Regions from separate parts of the Zea mays genome. Here region 2 is linked to region 1. A link is a contact called in public Hi-C data. All regions are on one chromosome and are shown on one strand. Each heading gives the region's core, a stretch centred on a gene start, on an enhancer-like site or on the middle of the called end of the contact. The rest is flanking DNA. Distances are from core to core; before and after follow the strand shown. Region 1 holds the start of LOC100273019. Region 2 holds the start of LOC100272724.

Region 1 (6,145 bases), core at 1,349-3,848:
GGGTCGTCTACGCCTGCCCCGGCCCTAGTGACGCCGACGCCATCCCCATCGTCGAGCGACACTATCCATTGTGGCATCCGTCGTCACGCCGAGGGAGGCGCGTGCCCCTACTGCCCAGGTGGCATCCCTTCCCCTTCTCGTCGACTTCCATTCTCCACCGTGTTCCCTCCTCTAACTCCTCGCTTCCTCCCGTTTGTGGCCCGAGCCAGAGTGACTTGTCGTCGCTGTTGCGCGTCTCGAAGAAGAGAAGTAGGTGGTCGCTGCACCGACCCCATCACGCCACCTGCGCACGGTATGGTGAACGAGTCGTTTCGCGTCCCATAAAGCCACCCACGTCGAAGGATGTCATGATGGTCACATCTTTTACCGCGCCGTCACAGTAACTACCTCATATCTCGCGTCCCATAAAGCCACCCACGTCGAACGATGTCATGACGGTCACATCTTTTACCGCGCCGCCACAGTAACTACCTCATATCGACCAGGTAAAAAAACAAAACTCACCTCCAACTTCTCACGTAGAGCGAGGGGTGGACCGAGCAGGCTTCCGGTGAGCCGCAAGCTAGGTGACCGGCATATAGGTCATTTGCTCGTGCCCATGTTAAAGGTCGTACCTCACATTCTCCTGCGGTAACCGGGCAGACGGGGTGGCCACGGGCCCCTCTTTGGTCGGCGAGACCAACCAAAGGGCCAATAAAGGATCGAATAAGGAAGGACTCAATGAGATGCCCCAAGGGGGTCGAGCCCTCGAGTGGGACCAACCTTACCAAGGCACGAGAGACCTAAGTCACGACTCGACCAAGGCCAACGCTCGGGGCAGGAGATGCATTCACGAATCGCCCGAGGCCAATCTCGGGCAGGAGACGCAGTCACGACTCGCCTGAGGCCAACCCCGGGGGGAACACGCAATCACCACTCGCCCGAGGCCATCCTCGGGCGGGAGACGCGGTCACGGCTCGCCCGAGGCCAACCTCGGACAAGCAGCGCAATTCCGACTCGCCCGATAGCATCTCGGGCGATGCTCCGGAAGGTGGCCAACTCCACTTACCAACTCTTCAAGGCGGCTAACCAACTCAACTGAAAATAGTAGCGAGAAGTTATGGCACAGGTTATTCTGAGCTAGATTTCTTAATCTGTCCGAGCAGTTTGGCATAAGGCATAAAAGTCTTACATGCGAGCTACTAATCTGAATCCATTTTCAAGTAAGATGAATAGAGCCCGGCTGCAATTTTTGTTGCTTACTTGTCAGTTGCCACAACCAAAACCCTAATTGTTAACCTCCTGTAAATATTGCTTTAGCCTCCTGTAAATATTACTTGATGAAGCAGCAGAGCACCTGTCCATTCGGCTAAAACAAATCCTAATTGGCATAACTCAACGTCAAATGAAGAAAGAATAAAGTGAATTGGCAGTACCAAAAAAAAGAATAAAGTAAAAAAATCCTAAATTTGTTCTTTTGCCACTGCTTAATTTGATTCTATTCTATTTCCCATACCTATAGCTATTGTTATACATATCTTCCACCCAACTGAAAAAAAACCAGCCGTACCCTTTAGTTGTGACTATTGTTACTTATTTCTCTACTAGTCTCTACGTTTGGTAGACAATGCATCAGTTTCCTCCGGGCAGCAAAGTTCACGTGAGATGGATACTCAGTGCTGTTTAAATAAACTAGAACTAATAGTTAGAACATATTTGGTTCCTATATTCACCTGACTAAACTTTGGTGGCTAAAGTTTAGTCACTAAAGTACTCTGTTTGGTTTCAGTGACTAAACCTGACTAAAAACATTAATTGACGTGAATAATGACTGCATTACTCTTATTAATTAGTGATGCCTGCTGCACTAAGAAAGAGGAGAGGGCAAATGAGGTAAAAATCCTACTTTAGTCCCTTTTAGTCACTCTCTTGGTGACTAAAGAATTTAAGTTTAGTTACCCCACAATAGTCACCATATTTGCTTCTTTATGGACTAAAAATGATTAAAGTTTAGTCACCGCAAACCAAACCAAACCAAACGGGCCTTAGTTGGCAAAAAATTACTAGTGTAATTAGCTAGCTAACAAATAGCTAGCTAAGGATTAGCTAATTTGCTAAAAGTAGCTAATAGCTAAACTATTAGTTAAATTATTTGAATGTTTTCAACTAATTTTAATAGTTAACTATTAGCTCTAGTTCATTCAAACACCTACATATAGCATCATTCTAAAAGAATGTGATACAAGGATCCATCTTTGTCAACAAGCTATCTGGTGAAGTTTTTCAGATACAACATAACATGTGGACACTAACAGATCCAACTAAGAAAACATTTATGAAAAAAACTTGAACCACAAATACGTTAAAGATGATCCAATTCATATACAGGAAAGATGCCTAGCCACCGGCAAGTGCATCCATCCATGCACATGAAAACCAGTCATGGAATAAACACCAACCCCAACTAGCAGCGACAGTTTTCAGAATATAATAAGGCACAGTCCACACAGTATGCGGAGCGGATAAATCTGATGGGAAAGGGGGAGGGATTTGGCGCACCGGAAAGACGATGCCGGCAGGGCCGTGTTGGTGCTGTGCTGGCAAACTGGCCGCGTTTCCCTTGGCGAATGCAGCAGCTCCTACAGTAGCACAATATAGGAAGAAGGCTTCAGCGGGCGCGGAGTCGTATTCGCGGTTGGCGAGGGAGACAAGACAGGCACGTACGGACGTGAATCTGCTGAGGGCATCGGACGCCATGTCGCCGTTCGGCTAGATGGCCTCCCAAGACAGGCACAATTTTTCTTCTCTTGTTTCTTCATTACCAACAAATAGACTATAAAAGTTATTATATAAATTCATATTCTTGTTTTTAGCATTAAGATTATTAAGATTTATAAAATATAAATCTCAAATTCGCTCTATATATCTTTTTTAAATAATTAATATAAAATTCGAATACATATACGATTCGTATGTTTTCACCCTTTTCGTTGTATTATTTATATCACTTATCACTATCATTTAAAGCACGAGTTTCGTGTGTCCACGCATACATTCGTTTTCTCCCACGTATCGCCTAACAACTATATAAGATGTCTCTTATATCTCTACATGCATGCGTAACCAACCATGCAACCACCACAAGCACTTTCTTCTCCTCGTTGTTGTTGTCATAGAGCATCTCCAAGATTCTTTCTAAATTTCACCCTCTAAATTATCCTTTGAAGAGTTATTTGCATAAAAACGGTTACTATATCTTTCTTATCTCCAACCATTTTTTATATCTTATTTATACTCTAGAGAGTCATTCGTGTTTTCTATCTTTGGCTAGCGAGAAATCCGGAATAGAAGATATCTATATTTGGACAATCATTTAAATAAGCTGTTGAAGGATATTTTTTTACAAAATTTTTTATTCATATTAATTATTGGAGTTGCTCAACCCCAATCCTCATATTTCATCGACTTCGCCCCCAACTTCTCATCTCTTTCCTTGTCTCTGTCTCCCTCACCAAGATTCACCGACACCATCTTAGAGGACTTTTTGCTGCCATGGGCCTCTACAGGCAGTAGGGCAAGAACAACCGACATAGAGGAGGAGGAGGCACCATCGCCAGTGATGAGTGGCTACAGATCCCGAGATTAGTTTTGTATTGGTTGTTGTTAAATAATTTATGAGATATTAAGGTCAATGAGATTATATATATTGCTTGTTTTCATGTAATTATTGTACGCTCAATGCCAGCCCTTGGGGGTCGAACAGTGTCTGTGATCCGGGCCCCAGATCAAAAGGGCCTCATCTCATGTAGTGTACGTATATAATAGTATATACTAGTACATGTTATTATGTTAAGTATATGCACATATATATGGTTTATTTGTTTGGCCTAGTAGCAAATCTGCCATATGTGGTCTTTTGGCTTTTGAGCCTCGCGTAGCCAGTGGCCTTCTAGACTTATGGTCTTCCAAAACAAAGAGTTATGTCTAGTTTAGGAGCAAAGAGTCCAAAGGACTCAAACAAGGATGCTGCCATCGACGGTAATCACGCCAGTATGTTGCTACTACCAAGTGTCGATCTTAATATTAGTTGGCAACTCCGACGTGAGACCACCACTGACGACGAGTAAACGATAAATATATATAATGTTTGTTATTAATAAATTACTCCCTACGTGTGTGTATATATAATATATGTATATGGATCCCTGGGCTCTATTTAGCTACAGGAAGCCCCAGCCAAATCTGACCGCACGTGGACTGACATCCGACCAGACTATTCACATACCATATATAATAACGTATCAGCCGTCATTAGCTCCTATTTCTTCTCCCGGTCTCAGTTTCCATAACCGCCTACACCACCGCAAAACCCCATCCCTCTCCGCCTACTCTGGAACTCTCCGCCGACTCCGCCCTCCCCGACGACTCCGCACCATCCGCCGCTTGCTGTCGATCCAGTCGTAATCGGCAGTAGAGCGGCGCCCCCTGGTTGACCCCAATCCGCGGTCCACTATCGCCGCTGTTGCAACAGGAGACGGGACCTAGACCGGAGAAAACCCCATTTTCTCCGCCGACGCGACTGCTTCCTGAAAGGGAATTAGGCTTACACCTCTTTCCTAATTGATTTTGGTGGTTGAATTGCCCAACACAAATAATTGGACTAACTAGTTTGCTCTAGTGTATAAGTCTTACAGGTGCCAAAGGTTCACAATAAGCCAATAAAAAGACCAAGAAAGGGTTCAAACAAAGGGAGCAAAAAGACATCCCAAAGGCACCCTGGTCTGGCGCACCGGACTGTCCGGTGCACCACCGGACAGTATCCGGTGCACCAGGGCACTCGAGGCTGAACTCCTCACATTCGGGAAAATGGAAGGGCGCTCCGCTATAATTCACCGGACTGTCCGGTGAAGCACCGGACAGTGTCCGGTGTCACACCAGACTGTCCGGTGTGCCAGTGGAGCAACGGCTACTTCACGCGCAACGGTCGACTGCAACGCATTTAATGCGCGCCTGCGCGCGCAGAGGACAGGGCACACGTAGTTGGAGCACTGGACAGTCTACAGGACCTGTCAGGTGCGCCACCGGACAGCCCAGAGGCCCCACCTGTCAGAGCTCCAACGGTCGAACCCCAACGACCTGCTGACGTGGCTGGCGCACCGGACTATCCGGTGCGCCATGCGACAACAGACTTCCAACGACCACATTTTGGTGGTTGAGGCTATAAATACCCCAACCACCCCACATTCAATGGCATCCAAGTTTCCCACCTTCAACACATTACAAGAGCTATAGCATTCAATTCTAGACACAACCAAAGAGATCAAATCCTCTCCCAAGTCCGGAATCACTCCAAATCAAATAGTGAATAGAGAGAGCGACATTTGTGTTCATTTGAGCTCTTGCGCTTGGATTGCTTCTTTTCTTTCTCATTCTTTCTTGTGATCAAACTCAATTGTAACCAAGGCAAGAGACACCAATTGTGTGGTGGTCCTTGCGGGAACTTTGTGTTCCGTTTGATTGAGAAGAGAAGCTCACTCGGTCTAAGTGATCGTTTGAGAGAGGGAAAGGGTTGAAAGAGACCCGGTCTTTGTGACCACCTCAACGGGGAGTAGGTTTGCAAGAACCGAACCTCGGTAAAACAAATCATCGTGTCTCACTCTTTATTTGCCCGTGATTTGTTTTCACCCCCTCTCTCGGACTCGTTCATATTTCTAACGCTAACCCGGCTTGTAGTTGTGATTAAGTTTGTAAATTTCTGATTCGCCCTATTCACCCCCCCTCTAGGTGACTTTCAATTGGTATCAGAGCCCGGTGCTTCATTAGAGCCTAACCGCTCGAAGTGATGTCGGGAGCATCCGCCAAGAGGGAGTTCGGGACCGGCGAGAAGCCCGCTACAAGCCATGGGAAGGCTCCATCCGGGGAGTCCGCCAACAAGGTGAAGGGATCCCCTTCACACGACAAGTCGCATCGGAGCTGTGACAAGAAGAAGAAGATGAGGAAGGTGGTCTACTACGAGACCGACTCTTCGTCGCCATCCACCTCCGGCTCCGACATGCCGTCCGTAACTTCTAAGTGCCATGAGCGCAAGAAGTTTAGTAAGATTCCCCTACGCTATCCTCGCATTTCCAAACGTACTCCATTACTTTCCGTCCCATTAGGCAAACCA
Region 2 (6,145 bases), core at 2,499-4,998, 230 kb after region 1:
AAGCTTTTGAGTAGCTCCACTGACAACTTTTGGGCATCTGGCTTGGTATTTGTGATGGTTCGGCGCCACTTAGAGTTTATGATCAATGGTGAGCCAATCCCAGGCACTTTGCTGCTCTTATATAGTGATGTTGTTGTGCAAGATTTATTTTGGATACTTTATGTAGGAAATTTGTTAACTATCAAGCTTTGTTGGTCATGTTACTACATGTCAAATTATGTTGGACAGGCCCCTGGCACCCTGTTCTCATCATTACTGCAAGATTTTATCTGTCAGACCTGTTGTTGCACCTTATTCAGGAACAATAAATTTCAGAGTATAAGGTTTTAACCTACTCAGTACTTCCTCAAGGTACTTCGTCATCTTGAATTCTTATTAACTTATTCATGAAGTATATACATGTAAACCTTGATATTCCCTTCGGCTTATCCATTTACATCTAAATACCATCTTCTCATGTTTGCAGGGTAATTTGTTCATTTGAAGGACGCTGTATATTCCAGGAAGACACAGATTATGTAGCAGAGAATGCTGAGTATAAGGATAGGGACATCAAATCCCTTAGTTTGTGTTGTTATGTTCCTGGTCCAAGAGGTAGAGGATTTATAGATGTACATATATTTATACTTATAGAGCTTCTGTTTGAGAGCAGAACGAGATGGAGGAGGTGGACGAGCATTAAGGGCAACATGGCGTCATTAGTAGGAAGCATCTTAAAGAGATGTCTATTATGCTACATGTTAAAGAAGTTGAATCTCCTATTATGCTATCTATTAAAGTTAAAGAGAGGTATATCTCATCGTTGTTACATTACTTAATGTTGATATTTAGGATCTAAAGAAAAAGAGAAAGAACTCCAGGTTATGGAGGTTGAGCTAAACAAAAGAGAATGGATATGCTTTGTATCTACATAGATTGATGGAGTGCACAAATTAATCTTGTATTGATAGAATGATAGTTTTATGAATTGGCATTTGGATCAGTGTGTTTTGCGTGCAGAAGATGTCCAAGGGATGAGGAGCGAGCCATGGTCGCCGCCAGGCATGAGGAGCAAGCCATCCTTGTTGAGTGCAAGGCATGTCTCCACCTCCATGTGGGAAACGAAAGGACCGGGCCAAGCCACCGGAGGGGAGCGCAAGGGCATGCACATGCCCGGACACACTCCCGACCAAGTCACCAAGAGGGTTGTTTCCATATCCTGTTTTTATATTAATTACAGCATGGTTTCCCTAATTTGTTCTCAGATGTGTTGCAAGTTTCATGTTTTGCTGTTTTTGTTGACACATGTGTGCGATTTGGAAAACACGTGTCTTGTCTTGTGCTTCCCTGCATCGAGAACAATGTAATAGATTATTCACTACCGGAATCCAAGGCTTTACCGAGTGTTGAAATCTTTGCCGAGTGCCTTTTGTCGGGCACTCGGCAAAGAAGGCTTTGCCGAGTGCCGCACTCGGTAAAGCTATACTCTCGGCAACGAGGCTCTTTACCGAGCGCTGGACACTCGGCACAGGTCGACACTCGGCAAAGACTAGTTTACCGAGTGCCAAACACTCGGCAAAGGGGGCTCTCGGCAAAGGGCCGTCAGAGGCCGTCCCAAAGCTGACGGCCGTCAGTATTTGCCGAGAGCCAGCGGCTGGCACTCGGCAAAGAGTATTCTTTGCCGAGTGTCACACATCTAGCGCTCGGCAAAGACCTGTTTGCCGAGTGTCGTCCCTAGACACTCGGCAAAGTATATTTTTATTTTTTTGATTTTGTCTCCCAAACTTTTTGTGTTATGTTCCTACACTATGTAGACCTACATGTATCATTTGTGGACAATTATAACAGAGATTCAATCGTTAGTAGATTTAGTTCGTTTATTTGAATTTCTTCGGAAAATTCAAATTTGAACTGCAGGTCACTCGAAACTTGGAAAACCGTGCATGAAAAAATGATATTCATGGTACTTAGCATAAGTTACGACCGATTTCAGAAGCGTACCGGAAACTTCGAGCAACATGCTCACTAAACATGGCCGTGAACTTCGAGCAACATGCTCACATAACACTCGGCAAACAGCACAGACCTGGGCACCGGCTTAGGTTCTTTGCCGAGTGTTATGTCGCTGGCACTCGGCAAAGAGGTCGGCTTTGCCGAGTGTCGCACAGAACACTCGGCAAAGAGCCTGACATGGGGACCCTCTCTGGCGGGCTCTTTGCCGAGTGCGCCAATTGGCACTCGGCAAAGAAGGCGGCTTTGCCGAGTGCTGCCAGGAAGACACTCGGCAAAGCTATCTTCGTTGCCGAGTGTCACCGTCGACACTCGGCAAAGCCGCCGTCTCCGTCACCCGGCGTCGTAACGGTCGCTTTTCTTTGCCGAGTGCTCCCTGGCACTCGGCAAACATCTGTGCCGAGTGCCCGAGAAAAAGTACTCGGCAAAGAAGTCTTTGCCGATGCACTGTTTGCCGAGTCTTCTTTGCCAAGTGTTACACTCGGCAAAGGCTTTGCCGAGTGTTTTTAAGGCTTCGCCGAGTGCTTCAGGCACTCGGCAAAGCTATTGATTCCGGTAGTGACTATATCTTTTTTGTAATGCCTTTTTATCTACATTTTTTATAACATTTATATCTTACAACAAACCGTAGTATGAATTTTGCGATTTTAATATTTAATTTCCATGGCAAAGTACAAGCACATATGTATATAGTTTTTAAGGTATATTAACCTCTTTAATATTTAAGAGACGCTGACAAGAGCATAGAATGACAATTAATCCTTGTGTATCTTTATATATTTTAATATAACATATTGACTTTGTAGCAACACACGAGTATATACCTAGTGTGATTATAATAACACATGGGATATCTATCTCCCACAGGTTTATCTAGGGGCGGGTCCATTGGGGGGCGAGGAACATTTCCCGACAACGGAGCTAAGACCGACTCCAGCAGTTCACCCAAAGTCTACCCATAAACACTGTTTCACATTATTCTGCATTGTAGATTGCACTATTCGCAGAGTGGAGTTTGAATATGGGTATAGGTAAGCTGCTGGAGATAGTCTAAGATGCGAGCGCGAGGTGGGCGGGCGGGCTATGCAGGGAGCGGAGGATGCAGACAGGAGGGCGGGGATGACACACATCGTGTGGCCGAGGGCGGACGAAAGGTCTACAGTACAGTACGTGCTTAATACTCCCTCCATCCACAAATGTTTGTCGCAATGGTATTCGTGCAAGTCAAACTTTCTTAAGTTTGACTATATTTGTAGAATATATTAGCAATATTTATATCTTCGAATAATTTTACTGCAAAAGTAGATTCAAAGATCTATCTAATAATACCAATTATGTACTATACATATTAATTTTTTTCTTATATAAATGTGGTCAAAGTCTTTGACTCCTCGAAAAGTGAGAATGACAAACTTTTGTGGGTAGAGGGAGTTGGTAATAGAGATTATGAAGAAAAAGAAAAAAATAGGTACCTAAAACTTCGATACACGTATCCGACCTGAATATTTGGTTAGTCTTTGCTCCGTGTCTGACTCAAATTCTAAGCTGTACTACGTATCCATCACGAGTTTAAAAATACCCGAATATATTACAAAAATAAATATTTATATTATCAATATCCGATAAACAACTGATATATTTCACCCGTTTTCACCTCTACGATGGAATCCGCCCCATGGGCACGTGATGTAAACATCTGGGCCACAACGGAGGCCATCTAGCCGACGGTGACATGCCGTCCGACGACCCACCAGATCCACGTGATCTGAGAATAGCAAGAGCCAAGTGGCCAAAAACAAACCTCAGCTGAGGCCATCTTCTCCATCTCCAATTGTGCTACTGTAGGAGCTGCTGCATTCGGGGAGAGACACGCGACCAGTTTGCCGGCACCAACACGGCCTGCTGCTCCGCATTTTGATGACTATTTCTGTCTGAAAACTGTCTCTGTCAGTTGTTCATTCAGGTGCGTCAAATCCCTAGATGATTTGGTGACCAGGGATTTATTTGGAGGGGATCCCTAAGAAAGAAAACCCTTCCTATCCAATTTTGAATAGCAACTGGTTTTCTGGATCCGCTCCAAATCCCAAATCGCTAGTCACCAAAACAGCCCGTAATCTATCCGCTACGCTACGCTCCGCTCCGCATATAGGACTCAGACACTCAGTCTTATTATATTCTGAAAACTATCGCTGCTAGTGAGGGTTGGGGACTCCATACTGTCGCTGCTAGTTGGGGTTGGGAGGCTCTTGATGTGGGCATGAACCTCCCCGTAGTTGCAGTTAGTCCATAGCTGGATTTTATGTGGCAGATGGACTTGCTGGTGGCTATGATTATCTCAACGTTTTTATGATTATTTTTTTGCATAAATGTAATAGGGTAATTAGAAGTAAGTACATAGTCACAACTATAAGGTACTGGCTTACTGCTGATATTTTTGTGCTGAGTGGAAGATATGCATAACAATAGTTTCAACTTTCAAGTATGGGAAAAAGTATAGAACCAAATTAAGCAGTGACAATTGAGATGGTCGCATTGGGGTATCATGAATTTGAGTCGAGTCAGTGAATAATCAGCTGTTTAATCTTGCAAGCAAGAATTGTACTACCTCCGTTCTCAAATATTTGTCGTCAGCTAGCTTATTTTTGAACTAAAACGCGACAAATAGTACTGGTTTTATATCCTGGTTCCGATGGACTGTTGGGCTGTGGAGAAGATACCAGAGCCAATTCACTTTATTCTTTCTTCATTTGATGTTGAGTTATGGCAATTAGGATTTTATTTTTGGGCCGAATGGGCATGCTACCAATTAAGATTTTGTGTCTGCTTGGAGCAATATCCCGATCTTGTGAAAGACTAGTATTGTGCAAAATTTCTCAACACCTTGAAAGCATGAGCACTTTGTAGTTGGCCCTTCCCCCCCCCCCCCCCCCCCCCCCCCCCCCCCCCCCCCCCCCTGGTACTTCTTAATGTGAGTTGGAGCTCCACTGTTAGTGACTTGCAATGCGAACGATTTCAATGTTAATGTTCATTGAATTTAATGGTTCCTGGTCTGATGGTGATAACTTGAGTATCATCATCATCTAGTGAAACTTGGTTTCTCTCTTACCTTACATGTACCATAATTTCTCGCTATTATATTTACTTTAAACTGAGAGACAAGATTTTTTGTTCTCATGTAGGCTGCTGCAGCAAGCAACTGGATGATGGCTTCCAGGCAGTCAGGGAACAATGCACAAGAAGCAGCATCACCATTGGCGAGTCCTCCTCACTCCAACATAGCCAGCATCATCCCTTCGCTGCCCCTCGAGACCAGGTGCCCACCGTTCCCTCTCCGCCGGTACGCCAACTTTTGGGTGCCTGAGGTAATATTGAAGGCAGACCTCCCCGGCATTCATTCCTGCTTCAAGCCGAGACCCACCGACGTGTTCGTCGCAAGCTTCCCCAAGTCTGGCACCACTTGGCTCAAGGCCCTTGCCTTCGCGACGCTGAAGCGTTCCACGCATCCGCCATTGGATGGCGACCATCCGCTGCGTCGTTGCAACCCTCATGACTGTGTCAGGTTCCTCGATGCTAATTTCAACCAGCAGAAGGATGAGTTGGAGGCTCTCCCGTCCCCGCGCGTGCTAGCCACGCACCTCCCCTACTCCCTGCTGCCCGGCAGCATCACCGGGGATAGGGAGCGCTCGGGGTGCCGGATCGTGTATGTCTGCCGGGAACCCAAGGACGCGCTGGTCTCTGCCTGGCTGTTCACGAGGAAGGCGGCGTCGGCGCTGGGGGCTGACGCTCGATCGTTCACGATCCAGGAAGCCTTGGAGCTTTTCTGTGATGGTCGCTGTATGTGCGGCCCGCAGTGGGAGCACGTCCTCCAGTACTGGGAGGAGAGCGTGAGGAGGCCTGACAGGGTGTTGTTCCTTCGGTACGAGGAGATGCTGATTGATCCCGAGGCACACGTCAGGAAGCTCGCCAAGTTCATGGGGTGTGGATTTTCTGAGGAGGAGGAGGAGCACGGGGTGGTGAGCGCCATCGTGGAGCTGTGTAGCCTGGGCAAGATGAGGGACATGGAGGTGAACAGAAATGGAAGCAATATGTTGGGGGTCAAGAACGAAAGCTACTTCAGGAAGGGAGTTGCTGGGGACTGGAGCAACCATATGACGCC

What was found. A called contact is a pair of places that touch in the nucleus more often than the background predicts.
Region 2: a contact with region 1 is called in a Hi-C map of leaf, with 6 times the contacts expected there. The contact joins the promoter of LOC100272724 here to the promoter of LOC100273019 in region 1. A contact is called at or near these places in 4 of 25 Hi-C or Micro-C datasets (ear, leaf and tassel).

The regions. Positions count from the first base shown.
Region 1 is chr3:152,660,090-152,666,234 of Zm-B73-REFERENCE-NAM-5.0, forward strand. LOC100273019 reads right to left here and starts at 2,599. Exons shown (of 3, transcript NM_001329854.1): 1 at 2,539-2,599.
Region 2 is chr3:152,890,985-152,897,129 of Zm-B73-REFERENCE-NAM-5.0, forward strand. It overlaps LOC100272724, which reads left to right and starts at 3,749. Exons shown (of 2, transcript NM_001147177.1): 1 at 3,749-3,952; 2 at 5,169-6,145. The coding sequence starts at 5,190.